Linked DNA regions of Rattus norvegicus: region 2 is linked to region 1. Evidence: chromatin contacts called from public Hi-C data. All regions are on one chromosome and are shown on one strand. The core of a region is the stretch at or near the end of the contact, and the rest is flanking DNA. Distances in the headings are between cores, read along the strand shown.

Region 1 (3,743 bases), core at 614-3,113:
ACATACATGCACACAGAACACCCATACACATGAAAACTTCGTGATCCTAGCCCGGAAGAACAAAAGCAAGTTCCACTAAGATTATCTATTGTCATGATTGTCACCACTGCCCAGGTGTGCCCTGGGTCCCTGAGGAGCTAGGGGCTTTGCTGCTGCACCTGTACCCATGCTGACAGCTCTGAGGACTGGGAATGTATACATGTGGATATTGTTTTTGTTATCATGATTATTAATTGATATTTTGGTTCCCAATGTGGCCCTGGTTGTCTTGAAACTCACTCTGTAGACCAGGCTGGTCTCAAACTCAGAGAGATCCACCTGCTTCTGCCTCCCAAGTGCTAGGATTAAAGGCGAGAGTTACCACTGCCTGGCTTTTATTATTAACAGTGCTGGGGACCAACATTAGGTCTTCTGCCATTGAAGTACATTTATTTATTTTTGTGTGTGGGGTTGGGCTCTCCTGTGGAGGTCAGAGTCAGTTCCCTACTTTTCTATATAAGTTCTAAAGCTTGACCTCAAGTCATTAGGCTTGGTGTTGAGTACCATTCCCACAGAGCCATCCGGCCAGCCCTTGTGGACTAATCTTAATTTTACTCGATAATACACCACATGGTTCCTGAGTACAGGCACTAAAAGAAATGTAATAAAATTTCCTTCCTTTCTTTTTGCCAGGGGACATTATGTAACTGTTTAGCCTGTGTCCCTGTCCGGTCCAGATCCTTCTATTGCATGAGCAGCCTTGCTCTGCCCCAGGAGCTCAAAGGGCACAATCACAGGCCGGGTATCACAAGCCTGCATTTCCCCATGACCCTCGATGATCTGACTCTATTTTGAAGACTGGAATGCTATATCTAGACACCAAGTAACCCCCAGGCATCTCTATGTGTTTCCTTTGAGACAAAATTGTAAAATGGCTGTGTGGGGCTGGAGAGTTGACTCAGTTGTTCAAAGTCCTTGTTGCTCTTGCAGAGGACCTGACTCGAGTCTGAGCATCCCCGTGGTGGCTCATAACTGGCTACAGCCCTAGTTCCAGGGGATCAGACACGACACACTCTTCTGACTTCAGTGGGTACCAGACATACACATGGTCCACAGACATACATGCAGGCAAAACACTCATATGTACAAGGTAACAAAATAAAATAAATTAAAAAAATATAGGGGTTGGGGATTTAGCTCAGTGGTAGAGCACTTGCCTAGGAAGCTCAAGGCCCTGGGTTCGGTCCTCAGCTCTGAAAAAAAGAACCAAAAAAAAAAAAAAATATATATATATATATATATATATATATATATATATATATATATATACCAGCAGTGTGGCATGTCCACAGGCCTGGACACTGCCCCTTTTATGAAAACTTATCTTTGAGAGACCTTTCCCTATCAGCACCCCAGCCAGCCGGCCCGGCCTTTGTGCCAGTGCACTGTTTAAACAATATCTGGAAAGTAGTTTCCAGGTTTCAGCTCTGACAAACATGTCGTGCCAAGTGGCCTTGGACTGACGTCATTTCGTACCTGTGTGTACTTTATCTAAAGGGCCAGTTCCTAGAAATGCCACTGGGGTCAGCAAGTAAGTAAGGAGCCCAAGCAAATGAAAAAATTCAAAACCTCAGCCCTGCACCTGAACATGGGTGGTGCTCAAAGTCTGTGTCTAGTCTGTGTAGTCTCGGGGGCAGCCACATCTTCCACCCGACGAACACGTGCTCCTGAGCCTCCGGTCCTCTTTCTCTATCGCTGGGATGGCTGTACTTACCCTTGCAGGCCTGTGCCGAGTCACTGAGGCAACATTCATGGGCCCTGGGCTGGGGGGAAGTTCTGGGTGTTAGTTTCTGCCTCCCCTAGCCAGCCACGTGATAGGTGGCTTTGTGAGCTCAGATGCCTCTGTCCACAGGCGTCTGTATCAAGCTTGGTTTGCTCCCTTGTCCTGTCTGCTGCCCCGCCCCACAGGAGCTACAATGGAATATCATCTGTGGAAGGACTGATAAGCTCATGGGGAAATGCTTGGTGATGTTCAGCCTAAACCATGATTGCAATTTTACTTTAAATATATGCCAAAAATGGGGTTGGGGATTAGCTCAGTGGTAGAGCGCTTGCCTAGCAAGTGCAAGGCCCTGGGTTCGGTCCCCAGCTCCGGAAAAAAAAAATATATGCTAAAAGATAAAAACCAGCATATCAATGTGTTAATGATTGGGAGGTAGGATAATGAGTATTTTAATCCCCTTTGAAATGTTTTTCTATACTATCCAAATAATGCACAGTGAACATGATTGTTTTCATATATATATATATATATTTTTTTTTTTTTTTGGTTCTTTTTTCCGGAGCTGGGGACCGAACCCAGGGCCTTGCGCTTCCTAGGTAAGCGCTCTACCACTGAGCTAAATCCCCAGCCCCTCATATATATATATATTTTATATATAATATATATATAAATAATTTTATTCATTTTTGTGTGTGTCTGGGTGTTTGGGCAAGTATGTGCCATGGTTTAAGTGGAAGTCAGGGGATAACTTTAGAGTCAGTTCCCGCCTTGCACTTTAAAGAATTTACTTATTTTTATGTGTGTGAGTGTTTTGCCTTAATGTCTGTGCATCTTGTGAGCGGGCTATGTGATCCCTGGGACTAGAGTTCCAGGTGGTTGTGACCTGTGGATGCCAGGAATCAGACCCAGAGCAGCAGGTGCTCTCAACCGCTGAGCCATCTCTCCAGCCCACGTCCACTTTAAAGCGAGGTCTCTGTTGTTTCTGTTGCTGTGTTTGCTCTAGACTAGCCATCCCTTGAACTGAGCAGTCCTCTTTGCCTTTCATTTCACACAGGAATGCTGGGGTTCCAGGTGTGTGTCCCTGTATGCAGGTATCCAGCTCTGTTATGTGTTCCAGGTTCTGATAATCAGGCTTGCAAGAAGCTGGCCATTAATTTGCTATGTAGCTAAGGATGACTTCCAACTTGACCTGGTTTATGGGGTCCGAAGGACTGGACCCTAGACCTTGTAGAAGTTAAGCAAGTATTCTTCCCACAGGACTGAAAGCTACCCCTGCTTCCCTAACTTGTTTTCTTAGAGACAGAATCTTATGTGGTCCTCGGTGGCCTGAAACCCTGTATATAAATAAGCATGATCTTGAACTCCCGGTCCTTGTGCCTCCACTTCCTGAGTGTCAAGGCTACAGGTGTGTGCCAGCACATGTGATGGGGGGGGATTTGAACCCAGAGCATTGCATGCATTAGGTGAGAGCTACACCGACTGCTTTATGATTGTTTTCTTGCTCCATATTTTCAAACGCAGAATAAAAAGCATGGTGACTTGATGACGTGTCTCTGGGAGGGAACATAGCAAATGCAGCATAATGGCTGCTTGAGGACTGGGATTTTTTGTGGTTTAAGTATTTTGTTACCTATATGCAGTGCCAACTCAAGGAAGAAGGGGACACACACACACACACACACACACACACACACACACACACACACGGGGGAGTGGGGGGAGACAATGCGCAAATGCATACTCAGCACAACACAGCCCAAGCCCCAGACACCTCAGATGGGGAGAAGAATTGGCCAGGCAGAGTTTCATTTTGCACCTTGGGTGAGCAGGCGCAGTGCCCTGGCAGGATGCTCCTCTTCCGTCCCCTCAGGTCCAAATCAAGGAGGAGACTCGCTTGGTGTCCATCATCGACCAGATTGACAAGGCTGTGGCCATCGTCCCTCGAGGTGCCCTCTTCAAGACCCCTTTTGGAGTCACCCAC
Region 2 (3,743 bases), core at 447-2,946, 89 kb after region 1:
TGTCCCGGAACTCGATCTGTAGCTCAGGATGACCTCGAACTCAAGAGACCTGCCCGATCTCTGCTTCCCCAGTGCTGGGATTAATGGTGTGCGCCACCACACCTGGCTAAGACAGTCTTGATTTCTTCTATGGTTTCCGCTTCAACCCCTGGCCTCAGTTTCCGAAGGCTTCCCTTGACTGACTGTACCCTGTAAGCTGACATATGTATTCTTCCTCAGACTGCTCTTGGTCATGGTATGTCTATACACAGCAAGAGAGAACTCACGAAGACTAAGAGGGTTGTGAATTGAATCTTGCATTGTTCTGAGGTCTTTGGGAACTTGAAGGGTTCGAGGTAGAGGGGCCGGGCACGTATAGGACACAGCTTGGAGACTCCAAAACACATGTGAAACCTGTGGCACCCTTAGGACCTTTGGAGATGTTAGAGGGAGTTAGAAAGGCAGGATTTGGCTTCAGTCACCAGTTAACCTGAAAAATCACTGCCTCTGAATCCCCCCTTTAGTGCACAGGCCAGGCTGGCCTTCTCTGTGGAGAGCACCCAGGCTTAGCTGTTCAAGGTGGAATATCAGAGACCTTGGTCCTGACTGAGAGTCAGGGCCTTCTTTCTGTGGATCAGCTTGAAGAGGTAGATGGCTGTCCCTCCTCCATATTTGGTTAGACCCCTCCCCTTCATTGATCATCCTGACACTACTGGGGAGCCAGGCACTGTGATGGAACACTGGGGTGGCCCTACCCTCAGTCCTTTCTCACCTACACCAGCAGAGGACCAAAAAAAGGCCTTGAATTTATGCCCCACTACCCAGAGTACACAGGGCATAGCCTCACCCCTTAGCATCCTCTCTCTCTCTCTCTCTCTCTCTCTCTCTCTCTCTCTCTCTCTGTCAGTCTGTCTGTAGGTCTGTCTGTCTCTGTCTCAGTCTTTCTCTTCTCATGTACTAGAGATTACCAATGGAGTTACATCCTCAGTTCCCCTCCACCCCTCCCTTTTTAAAATGCTTTTTATTCTGAGATAGGGTCTAAGTCGTCTAGGCTGATCTTGAATTTGCTTTATAGCCCAGGACAGCCTTGAACTTTCCATCTTCCTACCTTAGCCTCCTGAATTCCTGAGCTGACGGGCCTGTGTCACCAGGTCTGGCCTGGGCTTCTCTCTTGCCTGTGGTCCAGTCTTACCCGATCAGATCCTAGCTGTGCAAGGAGAACTCACCTGTCTCTAGGATACTGTGTCTGTGTCTGTGGTTCCTAACCTGTACCACATGCTACTGAGGAACCAGATGCTGTGATGGACCATGGAGGGGCCCTGCCCTAAGAGCTCCCTCAGTCTGCTGTGCTAAATGTCCTTAGCATCTTCCTCTTGCTTCAGCTGCAGCCTCTCTAGTGGGAACAGACTGTGATACCCCCTGAAGGAGTTGTGCTGTGTGGTGAGCTCATTTGTGAGAGCCTTGTTTCTCTAACCCCAGACTTACAACACCGGCTAACCTTGTGCCCCTCCACGCACATACCAGGAAGGCTTATGCCTGCTTATTGTTCAACTGTGGACCCCAGGGGCCCAGGCCTCTCCAACACCCAGAATTGAGTTGTCCCGTCCCTGGCTTTCCAAGAACAGGCTCCATCAAACACACACAGTTGTGAAACCACCCTGCTGGGCTCTCCAAGGGAGGAGGCCATTTGTGGGCTGAGTGAGCTGCTGCCGGCTGCCAAGGGTCAGGCCCTGGACCCGGGTGTACAGGGAGTCAGGGCTCCGGGCAGTCACCGCCCTGTGGCCTGGGGGTGGGGAGTCAGGCTCTCTTCTTGTTCTCCCGAATTTTTTTTCCCTTCACTCTAACTTTCTTCTCCAGGCAGAAACAGACCCACAGAGCTACAGACAGAAAAGGTTCTGGGGTTGGTGTACCAGTGCAGAAGAGGATGTTGGACAGCATTAGATCAAGTATGGGAGCCTGCAGATCACAGACCTTGTTCGGCTGCACAGGTTACTCAAAGCCTTGAACTCCTGGTTGAGGAGGAGGTCTTTGGGCTGACAAGTACAGGCCTTCTGTGACTGCTGTCACTTTGGACAGCAACATGGTTGCCAGAAAGAAGCAGGGCCCTCTCTTCCCTGACCATAGCTTAGCTGTACTCTAGGCAGGCCCTTGCTTTGGGGTTTTGACCTTGGCCTGTCCACGTGTCTTCTTGCTTTCCTTGCTCAGCCTTGGGCCTCCAGAATGGCCCTGTTCCCCAGGCCCATCAGCTTCAGGAAGTCTTCCTTACCTAGTTTAGACACTCCCATCCACGACTTTGCCCACACTCTCGGGCCCACTAGGAGCTCTGTGGTAGAACTTGAGTTCTAGCTCCTTTTAATGTGTCCCCCTCCATGAAAGACCAGCCTCCTCTCCTTTCTATGTGTTGTCCGTCAACAGATTAGAAGCTCCTTGAAGACAGGGAAGGTTCTCTCTTCAGACTAGGTTTCTTTGGGATTGTACGTCTTTCTTGGGGCTTCCTTCTGCACAGTGCAGGTACCCCAAACATTGTGCTAGAGAGGTAATCCGCACCACCACACAGGTATGCACGTAGATTCTCAGTCGGGGGTTTGGTCCTGATCTCCCCAGGCGCTCCTAGTCCTTTCCCAGTCAGTGATACCAGGTTTTCTGAGTGAGGTGGTTGGGGGAGAGGGAACGAGGAGTGAGGAGGAAGATTGGAACAGCAGGGGCAGTGTGACACCCCACCTGGGCTCCAAGCAGGGTCTTGAAGGCCAGCCCCCCCATCCCCAACTCCTTGAGCCTCTTCTGGGGTATGAGGGGGTCCATGTGGGAAAAGTAGCCTCTGAACTGAGACTAGACACTGGAGTGAGGTTGGTCACTCAGGCGGGTGTGTGACATTTGGTCCTGCCTGGGAGAGGGGAGGGAATGCAAGGAATATCCTGATTCAGCAATTGCCCCCTCCCAACTCAGATGGGACGTGGGGGAGGCTGACTGCTGAGAAGATACAGATGGTGATACCACCCCACCCCCACCCCACCCTGGCCATGCCCCTGGGCTGTTTGGAGAGGAGGGCTGGGGCAAGACAGCATTCGCAAACACCGAAGTGTCCGCAAAGATACTGGGGAGGCAGGGAAATGAGTGGTAGAGGGGGACACGAGGGAGTCGTTTGGCACTGTCAAAACTGAACAGCAGTAACATGCAAAGGAGCGTCCATCAAAGAAGAGGATTGCTCCTTCGTGAGGTAGTCGGGGACAGTGAGAGGATCTTCCATTCTGCAGGGGAGTGGCGCTGGGGCAGGAATGGTGGCATTTGGGGAAAAAGGGAGATGTGGTTCTTGCAAAGGTACACGGCTGGTTGGGCAGAGTCCCGGCATCTTTCCAGAACTCGGTTTCAAGCTTTATTAAGGAAGGGACAACTCATAACATCTCTTAATTGCCTGGCAGCCCCTCCACAGGGCTGGGCACACACAGGCACTCTGCCCGAGCTTAAGTTTGGGTCTGGACAGATTACTTTTAAGAGCAGTCTTGTCATATCAGGTACCCCCAAATTAAAGTCAGAGTCATAATCACAACTATTCACTGCCCAGCTCACGTACCTTCCAAAACTTGATAGGTATAGGCTTATGTAAGACTGACTTATGTAAATTCAGCCCTGACTCAGGCTTGCCAGGAGCCCTGGTGAGTAGTGAGCGGGCACACACACGTGTCAGTCAGGTTCCTATGCTCTAGAGTAACCCTTGCCCACAGGCAGGGAGAACTGGTGACACCCTCGTTAAGCAAGTCTTCAAG

The links. Hi-C and Micro-C count contacts between places; a contact is called where the count stands out from the background.
Region 2: a contact with region 1 is called in a Hi-C map of liver, with 3 times the contacts expected there. The contact joins two enhancer-like sites. A contact is called at or near these places in 12 of 12 Hi-C or Micro-C datasets (the A7r5 cell line, the Rat2 cell line, Schwann cells and 7 more).

What each region holds. Positions count from the first base shown.
Region 1 is chr9:22,340,763-22,344,505 of GRCr8, forward strand. It overlaps Rsph9 (radial spoke head component 9), which reads left to right. Exons shown (of 5, transcript NM_001108205.2): 3 at 3,633-3,743. Among named protein-coding and RNA genes, the nearest start is that of Rsph9, 5.0 kb to the left of the region's middle. Within about 2 kb of position 1,864, at least 5 of the 93 cell types and tissues checked have an H3K27ac peak or open chromatin away from gene starts, as enhancers often do. A contact at or near this core is called in hepatocytes and liver, where this site is marked.
Region 2 is chr9:22,429,470-22,433,212 of GRCr8, forward strand. No RefSeq gene overlaps it. Among named protein-coding and RNA genes, the nearest start is that of Vegfa, 22 kb to the right of the region's middle. Within about 2 kb of position 1,697, at least 6 of the 93 cell types and tissues checked have an H3K27ac peak or open chromatin away from gene starts, as enhancers often do. A contact at or near this core is called in hepatocytes and liver, where this site is marked.